Linked DNA regions of Cricetulus griseus: region 2 is linked to region 1. Evidence: chromatin contacts called from public Hi-C data. All regions are on one chromosome and are shown on one strand. Each heading gives the region's core, a stretch centred on a gene start, on an enhancer-like site or on the middle of the called end of the contact. The rest is flanking DNA. Distances are from core to core; before and after follow the strand shown. Region 1 holds the start of LOC103161573 (formyl peptide receptor-related sequence 4). Region 2 holds the start of Pold1 (DNA polymerase delta catalytic subunit).

Region 1 (6,249 bases), core at 3,274-5,773:
ATTTAATTAATCAATTATTTATTTCTGAGTCCAATTAGCTGGAACTCACTATATAACAGACTAGCCTCAAAGTCACAGAGATCTGCCTGTCCCTACTGGGATAAAAGGACGAGCCACCCCCCCTGGCTTTTGTTTAAATTACATGTATATGGTGTGTGTGTGTGTGTGTGTGTGTGTGTGTGTGTGTGTGTACTTGCGCGCATGGAGGCCAAGAGGATGTCAGATCCCCTGGAGCTGGATTAACATGCTGCAAACTGCCTGACATGGGTGCTGGGAAACAAACTCCTAACACAGGTCCTCTGCAAAAGCAGCAGGTGCCTTAACACTGAGCATCTCTCCAGCCTCGTGAGTCAGTGTGAAACAGAGTTGGAATTACGATTTTAGGGCTGAAAGGTGGCTCAGTAGTTAAGAGTAAAGGCCTGGGTGGGATTCCCAGCAAACACACAGCAGGCAACTTACAATCCTCTGTGACTCCAGTTTCAGGGGATCTGACCCACTGGGCACTGCACATGTGTGATGCACAAGACATAATGCAGATAAAACACACATGCACGAAATGTTAAAAGTATATCTCTAACAAAAAAGAAAACAATTTAGGGTCAAGGACATGGCTTAGCGGGTTAAAGGTACTTGCTAGGTAAAATGAGGACCAGAGTCTGACATCCCGAACCCACATGAAGCCAGGTGTGGCAACATGAGGCTGGAAGCCTAGCACTTTTGTGCCAAGATGGAAGGTATACTCAGGAGAATCCCTGGAAACTCCAAGGGCAGCTACTCTGGTTTGCACAGTGGCAAATACAAAGACACCTAAGTTACTGTTCCATTGATGTGACAAGACAGCGTGACATAAAACAAAGAATTTAATTGGGAGTTTGCTAACAGTTTCACAGGGCTGGTCCATGCTCATGGTAGGGAGTGTAGGGGCACATGGGTAGGCCTGGAGCTGGAGAAGTGGCTGAGAGCTGAGCCTCCGAGCTCTCAGGGCCCCACCAGGCCTCTCTGCTCTATCCTTAGCCCCATAACTCACAACTGTTGAGCAGCTACAGCCATGGCTTTCCACCCCCTGTGCCCCACACAGCTGAAGTGCCCTTTGCAGCATCTATTTTGCAAGTCCTCCACCGATCCCCAGACAGAGAGGCAGCAGGCAGAGAGAGAGAGAGAGGAGAGACTAGGCCTGGTGTGGGCTTTTGAAACCTCAAAACCCTTCCCAACTTCCTTCAACATGACCATACCTCCTCCTCCTTAATCCTTCTCAAACACGGCCAATCCCTGGTGACTAAGCATTCAAATCTATGAGCCTATGGGGCCATTCTCATCCAAACCACCACAGCAGCCTGTCTCAATTAAGGTGAAAGGCAGCAATCAACATCCTCAGGTTGCCTCTGGCTTCAAATGCTTGTCATGCCACAGGCAGACCGGCATTTTCACATGAATGCATACCCATCATAAACACATACAAAGTAAGATTTTAAAAATACATTTATTATTTTTACAATGTGTCTGCACATGAGCTCAGTGCCCATGGGGAGAGAAGAAGGCATCGACCCCCGTGGAGCTAAGTTACATGTGGTTGTAAGCTGCCACATCCTCTGGAAGAGCAGCTGATGCTCTTAACTTCTGAGCCATCTCTCCAGCCCCACGACAAGATTCTGAAATATTAGAGAAAGGCCTAGGGGAGGGGCTTACACACATGGGTGTTAGAGAAAGGCCTAGGGGAGGGGCTTACACACCTGGGTATGGGCTTCTCAAGACAGAATCACCCTTAAGTGTCTAGTCACATATTCAACTTTATTTTCTGGAAGTTTCTGGCATTTTTTCCCTTTTCTTGCAAAACCATGCCAAGACATTTTCCTGGGTTCATCAGCTGTCAAGATGAAACCATAGTCCACAGGGGAACCAGGGGGTGCTTCGATTTGCACACCAAGTTTATACTTTTGTTTGTGAGATCCCCCAGAAAATTGCTCTCAAAATAAAGTTTGCAGTTGACAGCTTTGAAAGGAGCCTGGCCGCAGACGCAAGGTTCACTGCTATTTTAACCTTTGTACTGAAAATAGCTCCGTGGAGAAGGAATACTCGTTTTTCATAGGCAGTCATCAGAACAAAAGGTTTTGGTGTTTTCATTTTGTTTTGTTGTTTTTGGTTGGGAGGAAGGTGGCCTGTGTGCCACAGCACTCACACAGAGGTCAAAGGACAACTTGCGGGCATCGGTTTTCTCCTTCCACTGTGTGGGTCCTGGGTATTGAACTCAGGTTATTGGGCTTGGTGGTGCCTTTCTACCCACTGATACCCACTGAGCTATCATGCTGGCCTGCAAATAATGATTGTGCTAGAATTCTTGACTCTTAATTGGTGGCTCAGCTACTTAAATTTCCCCCTTTCTATCCGGCATCTTTTGACAGTGTCAAAGGCTAGGATAGCTAAATGTGGTGGTGTGTAAGCTGGTCATCCCAGCTCTGGAAGGGAGCCCTGAGGCAGAAGGACCATTATGTGTTTGAGGCCAGCCTGGACTGCAGAATGAGACCCTGTCTTTAAAAACAAACAAAAACAACAAAAACCTAGAGTTCGGTGGAGTTCACCTTTGGTGGTTGAGAGACGCCATGGGAGGAGAGCACTTTCTAGAATCTCCCAGTGAGTTGGGGCATGGATCACTGGTAGAGCCCCTGCCCAGAGTCCCCCAGTGAGGGACTGGGGTGTGGCTCAGTGGTTGAGTCCCTGCCCAGAGTCCCCCAATGAGGGCTGGGGTGTGGCTCAGTGGCAGGGCTGTTCTCTAGCATGCTCAAAGCCCTGGGTTCCATCCCCAAAGGGGAGGTGTAGCTAGAAGGGACTTGGGAATTTCAAAATCCCAGAAGACAGATAGTTAACACCTGGCCAGAAAGCAGAGGTCCAGGGCTGGCTGGTCCCAGTGGGACAATCATCCAGGTTGTGGATAATGTGGGACTGTCCCAGCACCCATGCTGGGCTTTGGGCCACAGGAACTCCTCAGTCCTGGGCCAGCAGGGGTGGCTGGTGACCAGGACACACTTCCTGTGTTCATGTCCCTGCCAGGGCAGCTGGCTTACCTCATACCTGTTGTCTCCCAGTCTGCCTGCCTGCCCCTCTCTCCCAATTCTTCCTACACCAGTTCTATTTACATACCTCATTGGAGCCTCCTGTCTGTCACCCCTGCTCCCTGTCAGGACCTCTGTCTGCCACATTCTGTGTGACTCCCACTCCCCCACCCCCCATCTCTTTCCCCAGGTCTCCGTCCTGCTTTTCTAAGTCTCTCTCTCCCCCCACTACACTTCCTGTGCCTTTGTTTCAGCCAAGACAAGAGCCGCCCACCCCAGACTGTGCCCCACTCCCTCAGGCTGCCCCAGAGCCTCTCAGCCTCCACTCCTAATGCCTGGGTTCCTCTGCCTCCTCTCCTTCTGGAGGGAACCGTAAGGCCCTGCGCAGCCATCTCCGAATTTCCTTGTCCCCACACACATACAACAGTGGGTTGAGGAAGCTAGTTGATCCCAGCAGAGTGAGCCCCAGAGGGCTCAGCAACACCCACACATCCTCCAGCTGCAGTCGGGACCCCCACATGCCCAGGAACTTGAGCAGCAGCAGCAGGTGGAAGGGAAACCAAGAGATGAACAGCATGACTGCAGTGGCCCTTGGCGAGCTTAGCAACGGAGGCCTCCCTGAGACCCTGGCCAGCTGCAGCTGCTCCCGCACCACACTATGGAAGACACTCAGTACCCCCAGTGGCACCCCAAACCCAAACACCAGTTGATCCAGCTCAGGGCTCCAGGCTGAGGGGTCCTGGCCATGCCTAGGGGATTCCAGGGTCACTGTCCTGTTGAAAGGGTCACTGCAGCCATTTCGATCCCTCAAAGTTCCTAAGGCTCTCACAGCCAGGCCCAGCAGAAGGATCCAGAACCTACCAGCCCAGATAACTATTTGGCGGGCTATACGATGAGCCAGTGCCCAGGATGGTTGGAGCAAGGATGTACAGTGGTCAGCAGCCACATGAGTCAGCAGCCGGCCACTAGCACTGAAAGTCAAGAAGGCCAGACGTGGATCCAGGTGGCAGAAGGCAAGGCCCAGGGGCCAGCAGGTGTGGGTCCAGGTGAGGCTGAGAGGCAGGAGCCCCAGGAAGATGATGTCAGCAATGAGCTGGTGGCCAAACCAGGCTGCAGACAGAGAGACAGGAAGGAGGGATTCTCCAGCCTGAGCCAGCAGGCTGTGGCTGGCCATGTCCAGGAGGTAAGAGACAATTGCCACCAGAGAGTAAAGGAGAAAGAGAACTGCCCAGGGCAGGTACAGAATCTCCAGAGGCTGCTGCATCTCCACAGGGCTCTCCATGGCTGACTGGAGCTAGAGGGACAAACAAAGCCTCCACATCAGAGAGTCCACGCGCACACACATACACACTGTCCCAAGCCTCTCAGATGGGCACCTCAGGGACAGTCCCAGTGCCCCCAGATCCTGGTGTCATCCTCTCTTTTTTGTTTCTGGGACCTGCCACCAGTCTGCCATCTTGACAAATCATGCCTTCATGCCTTCATCACAGTGACCCAGCTCAGCCCTCCCCCTCCTCTCCAATGACCCCTCAGTCTGTTCTGATATGCAGGGCGGGGCTGACCTCCACACCCTCCCCTGTCCTGCATCTTCTATGTTTCCCCAGTGCTCCTGAGTCTAGGAAGGGAATATCCTACCTGGCACTCCCCTTCTCAGCTGTGCCCCCTCCTGTCTGTCCCTCACTCTCCAGGCCCTCCCCTCTTCCCTACCTCCTCAGTCCATTCTGAAGAACACAGACACTTCAAGTTCAAGGGCCAGTCAGTCAGGATGAAAAGCCACCAAGGCCATGAGGATTGGAGACCTGAGGGCTGTCCCATCCCTCAGTCCTCTGACTCTTGGGTGTCAACTCCAGATTTAGACTCAGGCCCACCACTTACTCCCACCCCTCATGCTCTGAGCTCACCGGTCAGTAGGTGTGGGATGTCTTTGGGACACCCAAGCAGCAGCTGGTGGTCTGGACTTCTCTTGACCCAAAGTTTAAATGCCTGGTGAGCTCACAAATAAAAGGAGTCAGACTTGGCTGGAAACCAGAGAGGCCACCCAGTCTGGGCCTCAGTTCCCCACTCTGAGAATGGAAGAAGGGCTTGTTCATCTCAGTACTCCCAGGTAGGGTCAGCGCCTCTCAGGGTTCTGTGCCTTGTGACTCTACCCACCTCACCAGCCTCCTGGCCAACACTTCCCTTCCTCTGCACTGTGGTTCCCAGAATAAGCCACATGCTTGCTTACACACACACACACACACACACACACACACACACACACACACACACACACATAGCCTGCTGGCTATTCTAACATTCTGGTATAGAATTTGGCATCATCTTGTTGCTGCAGATAACATACTCCTGTTCAAAACTTCACTGAGTGGCACCCAGGGCATAATGACACAGGCCTGTAATCCCAGTACTTGGAAGATCAGAAGTTCAAGATCACCCTTAACTACCTAGCAACTCTGAGGCCAGCCTGGCTACATAAGACCCCACCTAAAAAAAAAAAAAAAAAAAAGATAGTTGTCACAAAACCTAACAGTCTGAATGTGAGCACAGGAAATTACGAGTTGCCCTCTGACCTTCACACAAATACCACATGCTTTTACACCTCCCAAGTAAATAAATAAATACAATTTTAAGTTTAAATTTTGATCTTATGTTTATAAGTGTTTTGCCTGCCTGTATATCTTTGCACCACTTTTGAGTACCTAAATAGGGAGGATTGGAGGGCGTGGCTAGGCTTCGGTAGGAGGCAATGGTGTGGGTGGAGGAAGAGGAAGTGGGTTAGGCCAGGCTTTGTCTTGGGGTTGCTGTGGGAAGTGGGGAGGAGACAAGGAAGGAGAATGGGGTGTGGAATGGAGCCTGCAGTCAGCTTCCACCCTAACCCTGAGCTAACGCTAACCTACTCTGCTCATCAGCTCTCTTCAAGCTCCTAGTCTGGGCTCTCCACTCAAAGGCTGCCTCCTCTGTCCCAAGTCCAGCCTGCTTCCTCCTGTCCTGCTCACCCACTCCTTTTGCGCCCCCCCCCTCATCCTTTCCTGCTCACAGACCTCACATAGCCCCAGAGCCTTTGAGACAAATCCCAACACACGCGCGCGCGCACACACACACACACACACACACACACACACACACACACACACACACCCTACCTGACCCTTCACAGAGGCCTCTTCCAGCCTTACCCAGCCCAGTCTCTGGTTTGGGGTTGATC
Region 2 (6,453 bases), core at 2,751-5,250, 290 kb after region 1:
CTCAGCATGGTAGACTTGCATAGCATTGTAGGCTCTCCTACAACACAGCCTATAACAAAATGAGGCTTCTCCCTAATTCCTAGTGATAGATAGGATTGGGGCTCTGTACTCCAAGAAGGTTGGAAAAGCAACAAAATTGGCATGTGGCATGCACCCAGGCCAACTTCAAGGAGTGAGTTTCCAGGCCTACCTGAAGGGTTTTTGTTTTGTTAAAGTCAGGGTTTCTCTGTGTAGACTTGGCTTAGAACTCGCTCTATAGACCAGGATAGCCCCAAACTTGGAGATCTGCTGCCTCTGCCTCCTAAATGCTGGGATTAAAGGCGGGCACCACTATTACCCAGCAAGAGACCTAAAGCTCTGGAGACTGAACAAAACAAAAACACGTTAGCAGGACCTGTAAGGGTCCCAGGTGTGCTATGTCTGTGACAAGATCAGCAAGCTTTCCTTACGGAGAGACAGGAAGTCACTATGAACATGCTGAAGGCACATCCACAAAGAAAAGAGTTTAAGAGTTTTTGTAAGTAAGAAAACTCAAGCCGGGCGTTGGTGGCGCACACCTTTAATCCCAGCACTCGGGAGGCAGAGGCAGGCGGATCTCTGTGAGTTCAAGGCCAGCCTGGTCTCCAGAGTGAGTGCCAGGATAGGCTCCAAAGCTACACAGAGAAACCCTGTCTCGAAAAACCAAAAAAAAAAAAAAAAAAAAAAAAAAAAACCCTCAAGATTTGTTTTGTGGGCAAAAAGAGTATTAAAGTAGAAGGGAGTCCTGGTGGGACAAGGGAGGGGAGGGTGATTGTAATACAATAAAAAACTTGTTCTGTTCCCAGCACCTGTGTATAACTTTAATACCAACACCAAAGCTCTGCCACCCTCTTCTGGCCTCAGGGGGAACTGCACACATGCAAACTAAAAATAAAATAAACCTTAAAAGAAAATTCTTGGGAGCTGGTGAGCGATGGCTCAGCAATGGATCAGAGAACCTGGGTTCAGTTCCCAGCAGCCAGCTCACAGACATCAGTAATGTAGCTCCAGAGGGTAGGCAGCCAGGGCCTCTGCAGGCACTGCCTGCATGCACATTGTGCACACATGTACACACAAGCAAACACTCAAAGTATAAATCAACCTTAAAAAGTTCCTGAGCAGTCAGGTGGTGGTGGTGCACACCTTTAATCCCAGCACTCGGGAGGCAGAGGCAGGTGGGATCTCTGTGAGTTCGAGGCCAGCCTGGCCTACAGAGCAAGTTCCAGGACAGCCTCCAAAGCAATACAGAGAAACCCTGTCCTAAAAAAAAAAAAAAAAAAAAAAGTTCTTGTGTGCTGCCAGACAGTGGGAGTGGCCCATGCCTTTAGTTCCAGCACTTGGGAGGCAGAGACAGGTGGATCTCAGTGAGTTCGAGGCCAGCCTGGTCTACAAAGTGAGTTCCAAACAGCCAGGAAAAACCCTGTCTTGAAAAACAAAAAAAAAAACAAACAGAAGTTCTTGGGCAAAATAAACAAGACTGCCAGCTTCCAGAGTGAGGAGACTGATGGGATCTTAGGACATATTAAGGAATGTTCTGGAAGATGTTTGGCTCCCTCAAACACAGTTGCATAAATCACACCTCGATCAAAAAACAAAAAAATCCACAGGCATTAAAGGCTGCAAGCAATTCCATATGTGAGAGCTGACCCCAACAGGTTGGGGCATATGAAGAACCTGCTTTTACAAGGTTATTTCCGGTACCATTGTTTAAAATCTCTAAGGGCTGGAAACCACCTAAATATCCTCCCCAGGGGGGCAGTTTCAATAGAGCCTGTTAGTACCATTCAATGGAGTACTATGCAGCAGTATAAAGGAATGAGGAAGCCATATGATAGGAAAGCTGTCAAAGAGGCTTTGTTTCTAGCAGGTGAATCAAGGTGAGATGGTGTGCTTCCACTTTCGTTTCTTTATATTTTACAAAAGACAAGGACATCTAAGGAAATGGTTATCTCACAGCCACCTGAGAAGTTGAGGCAGGAGGATCAATTCAAGCTTAGCCCCTGGATTCCAGGAAAAGCAGGCAGGCCCCATGCTGAGCTGACATATCAGGCCTGATACAAGTGGATGCTGCTCTTAGGAGTCTCTGGCTGGAGTGCTGGCGGTGAAATACCACACCAGCTACAACTTGCAAACAGTTCAAACAAAGCCACTGGGCACTACTGAGGACTACTGACTCCAAACAAGGGGGCATGGCTCTGCACTGCACCGAAAACACGTGTGCCTCTCTCATCAGGCCAGGTAAGTGCAGACACACTTCCCGGAAGGAGAAGGGGAAGTGGCGGAGTGGGAAGCTGACATAATGAACAGTTTTGCCCACGACTCACTCACTACATACCTCCCTGACACTGGGTCTGGTGGTACCCATAATCCAAGCTGTAGACTTAACGGCAAATTCAAAGCCAGGCCCCACTATAGAACATACCTGGCCTGGGAAATGTAATTCAGCAGGGCTCTACCACTGGGTCACACCCCCCCTACTGGGGAACTCTAGGCTGCACCACTGAACCCCAGCCCTCTTTTTATTCACTTTGAAATGAGGTCTAAGTAGCAGCCTCAGAAATTGCCATCCTCCTGTCTCAGAGCTGAACAATTGTTTCTTTAATGTTTCAAGTCACCTCTCCCAGGGCTGCCAGATCCAAGTACTGCTGGACTTCCCCTGGAGGGCTGGCGCTCCCAAGCTGTAGAGATGGCTCAGAGGCTAGTTACCAGCACCATCCACGTGGTGGCTCACAACCATCTATAATGAGATCTGGTGCCCTTTTCTGGCATACAGACAGAACATTGTGAACACAATAAATAAAGAAATCTAAAAAAAAAGAAGAAGAATCTCCCACTCCCATTAATGGCTTCTGTCATCCCAGTCTTCCTTATTCTGGACAGGGATGCCCCCCTGACAACCACTAGGAGGCACAACTTTGCCCTTCCCCCTCAGGATACAGCTGCAAACCCCACCCACTCGATGCTTTCTGAAGCTCCATCAGCCTGCAGTGCAGGTGTGCCGGGGCTCCCACTCACGCCCCCCGTGGTGTGGCACACTAACACAGTAACCGCTCATTTCCCCCAGGACACCTCACACACTGCCAGCTTCATACTTGGTTCCTCCTCTGGGACCCTCCAGTGCTGCTCTGGTACTGTCTCACCTCCCCCCACAAAACACCAGGCTGGGTAAGCAAGCTGCCCCCACCCAATATCAATTGGCTGATTTTTACTTTATTACATAAAGCATCGCATGGGACCCGACGAGCCAGCGGAGTGGAAAATGGTGCTTGCTGACCATGCCTGACAGCCTGAGTCTGATCATGGGGATCTCATACGGTGGAATGAGAGAGCAACTCCACAGCTGTCCTCGGATCTCCACGTGTGCACCATGGCGCACGCGCACACACACTAAATATAAGGAAGCATCCCAGCTCCGAAACGTTGCTGTTTCTCCCACTCCTTTTTTTCGCGATAGGGTTTCTCTGTGTAGCCCTGGCTGTCCTAGAACTCACTCTGTAGATAAGGCTGTCCTCGAACTCAGAGATCCTCCTGTCTCTGCCCCCCCCCCTCGGGCGGGGATAAAAGGAGGCGGCTACCACGCCCCGCCCATTCCCACTTATTGGACTTCCAGATACTGTCGCCTTGCTCGCTCGGGTGGCCCGCAGCACCCGCACCTCTAGGCCAGGCTTGCACGCACGCCGAGGAGCCCACACTGGGACAGTCCCACGCGCCCCGGCTCCTCGCTCCAGGGATCCGTCACTTGAGCCGCCAGCCCTGCCCTATCCTGCCCGCCGCTGCAGATACTCAACGAACCCTCCTGTTGAGCCCTCCGCTGACCCCACCGAGCGTCCCATTGCCCCTTTTCCTTACTCACCCGCATCAAACTGCTTTTCCCGCCACAAACTACGCCGCCGTGACCCCTAACCCCTTTGCGCGCAGGCCCAGAGCTGCGGCGCGCCAGCTGGGCCCCGCCCCTGACCGGCTAGGGCGGGCAAACCTCACGGCTCCCCCAGCCGATTCCACGCCCTCTCGCAAAGGGCCCCGCCCCTCCACCCAACTTGGACTGCAGTCCCGCCCTTCATGACGCTATGGCCGGAGGACACGCCCCCAGCAACAAGACGCAGTTGGTGATTCCCGAGCGCCCCCTGCGGGCATGCGGGAAGCTACCTGACTGCCTACCACCTCCCGCAGGCCGCAGGGTCGCCTATAACTTACTTCTGTTGCCCTACAAGTCCCTTCCTTTCTTGTTTATGACATTCATGGCCAGATGCTCAGTCCCCAACTTTGGAAGCCTGCCCCTAGCCAGGAAGGGCCCTCTCATCACCTTCCCCATAAAGCTCCTCTCCCCTTCCCTTCCAACCCTCTGACCTCCAGTGCCTCAAACTATGCTGTGTAAGGACACCACCCCACCCACAGTGGCCTGAACTACTTCTCACACTGGGCTCAGGGTTGGCTTGCATTCAGACTTTATTTCTTTGTTTTTGTTTTTTTTTATTAAATAAAAGAGGCAGAGGAAGGGGCCTGAGGTCTCCCTAATATGGGAAGACACCAGCCCTCACCTCTTTCCACTCAAGGTGCATGGCGTGGTAGGCTGAGGTGTAAGCTGGGTGGGAGGGCAGCTGGGGAAGGTCAGAGGCTAGGACCTGTGACCGTCACCCCTCCTGGAAGACTCGGTGGGTGGGGAGGGGCCTCCTGGTGCCAACTGCCACTGGGCTTGCGGCTGAGCCCCTCAGGGCTGGGCCATGACCATGTCCTCCCACCCCAGGAGGGAAGGCGAAGCGTCCATCTGCAAGAAGATGCCACCAAGCTGGGGCATGCATGGTGGCCCCTACTCGTGCACATCCCAGATCTCGGACAGCAAAGGAGGCAGCTTCTTGTCCTGGAGCCGCAAGGCAAAGACCTGCTCTGAGTGCACAGAGCTGAGGGTGCGCAGGCTCACCAGCTTCATGAGCATGCGTGGGAAGCGGAGCTGGTCCTGCAGGGGAAAGGAGGCAGACAGGTGCTGATAAGGGCACTGCCCTGCAAGGCCAGCTGAGTCCGCAAAGTCAATACCATGAGTGGTCAGCCCAGCCTCGAACCCAACCCGGAGGTTGGGGCATCTCTACTGACCTCATAACAGCCAAACGAGGGCACAGGATCGGCATGCCCGGGTGTGTACCACCTAACCCCACCACCAAGCCCCCGGCTTGGGACTAGGGGCTCCCGTACCTGCGGCCGCTTGATTCGCGTGTAGGAGAGGAGTGCCTCCACGTAGGGCTGCTGCAGGGCCTCCACGCGGCTGGGCTCCTGCACATTGGGCCGGTCTGCTGAGAAGATGTTGATCGCAATGAGCAGGGCATACTCGGCGTCGTCCAGGCCCAGCCGGCGCATGGCCCGAGAAAACTCGAAGATGGGGTTGATGAACTCCACCTGCAAGCCTGCAAGAGCAGTCCCAGATTAGCTCCACACCCCTCATAACACTTACGCCTGCTCCCTCCCAGTGTGGACCCTGTGAATGTCTGTTATATAGCAGCCACGCCACCAAGACGGCACCAACACCCTCCCCCTTCCCCCACACACATCCTGGAAGGTCCCGTCTTCTCAGGTCCCAGAATCTGTCTTGGTGAAGGCAGAGGAAAAGGGTATAGGCTAGCCCACACTGTAAAGACTAAGATATGCTAGGACTCACTCATGAACCACTATTTAAGTGTACCTACTATGTGCCAGGCCTTGGAGGAGAGTGGTTTACACACCACCCCACCCCTTTCTCTGTAAAGGACAACAAATTCTAGTTTGCCCTGGCCTACACAGTGAGACCCAATAAAAAACAAAAAAATCCATCTGGGCAGGTTCCAGGCAAACAAGGAGTTGTCACCCAGTTCCAAGCAAGGCATAGTTAATGCTAAGCCCTGATGCTGGACTGTGCTGATGGGCACCAACTCAGAACAAGGCAACCAGTGCTTGGGACAGAATGGACCAAGGCAGAGGAGCATGGAGGTCAGGTCCTGTCCTAGCAGAAGGAGTATGGGTGCTACCGGACTGGCACAGTACCCTGGACTGCTGTAAAGACACACATGTCGGGAGGGTAGTATCTGAGAGCCACCAGTCCTCGTAAGGATCCAAGCAGGAGTGGCTGAGCCTGGGGCCAGGCAGTGGAAGAGCTAGGATGGGATGCTGATGTCCTTCCAGTCCCATCTTCCTAGACCTGACTGCCTGGGGCTCCATGAGCTTCCTTCAAGCCTGGCTGCAGGGCTTTTGATCCTTACAACAAATACTTTTCTCCCCCACACGTGCCCTGCTAAGCTCACACAGGAAGGATCCTAGGACTCCTTGTATAGTAGACGGGCTGGAGCCTAAAGAAGGAAGACAAAGTTGGGAATGGATGCCTAAGGATACTGACAGTCATTCGGGTAGAAGTGACGGGATTCCCAAAGCTACGTGAACAAGCCTCTGTTCACACTGGATGGCAGTGGCCCA

The links. A called contact is a pair of places that touch in the nucleus more often than the background predicts.
Region 2: a contact with region 1 is called in a Hi-C map of fibroblasts, with 4 times the contacts expected there. The contact joins the promoter of Pold1 here to the promoter of LOC103161573 in region 1. A contact is called at or near these places in 2 of 8 Hi-C or Micro-C datasets (fibroblasts and liver).

What each region holds. Positions count from the first base shown.
Region 1 is chr6:153,132,891-153,139,139 of CriGri-PICRH-1.0, forward strand. LOC103161573 (formyl peptide receptor-related sequence 4) reads right to left here and starts at 4,524. Exons shown (of 1, transcript XM_035447014.1): 1 at 3,341-4,524. The coding sequence starts at 4,329. The coding sequence ends at 3,376.
Region 2 is chr6:153,420,361-153,426,813 of CriGri-PICRH-1.0, forward strand. Pold1 (DNA polymerase delta catalytic subunit) reads right to left here and starts at 4,001. Exons shown (of 27, transcript XM_035446590.1): 1 at 3,872-4,001. Nr1h2 (oxysterols receptor LXR-beta) reads right to left here. Exons shown (of 9, transcript XM_027420790.2): 8 at 5,206-5,414; 9 at 4,441-4,972. The coding sequence ends at 4,826.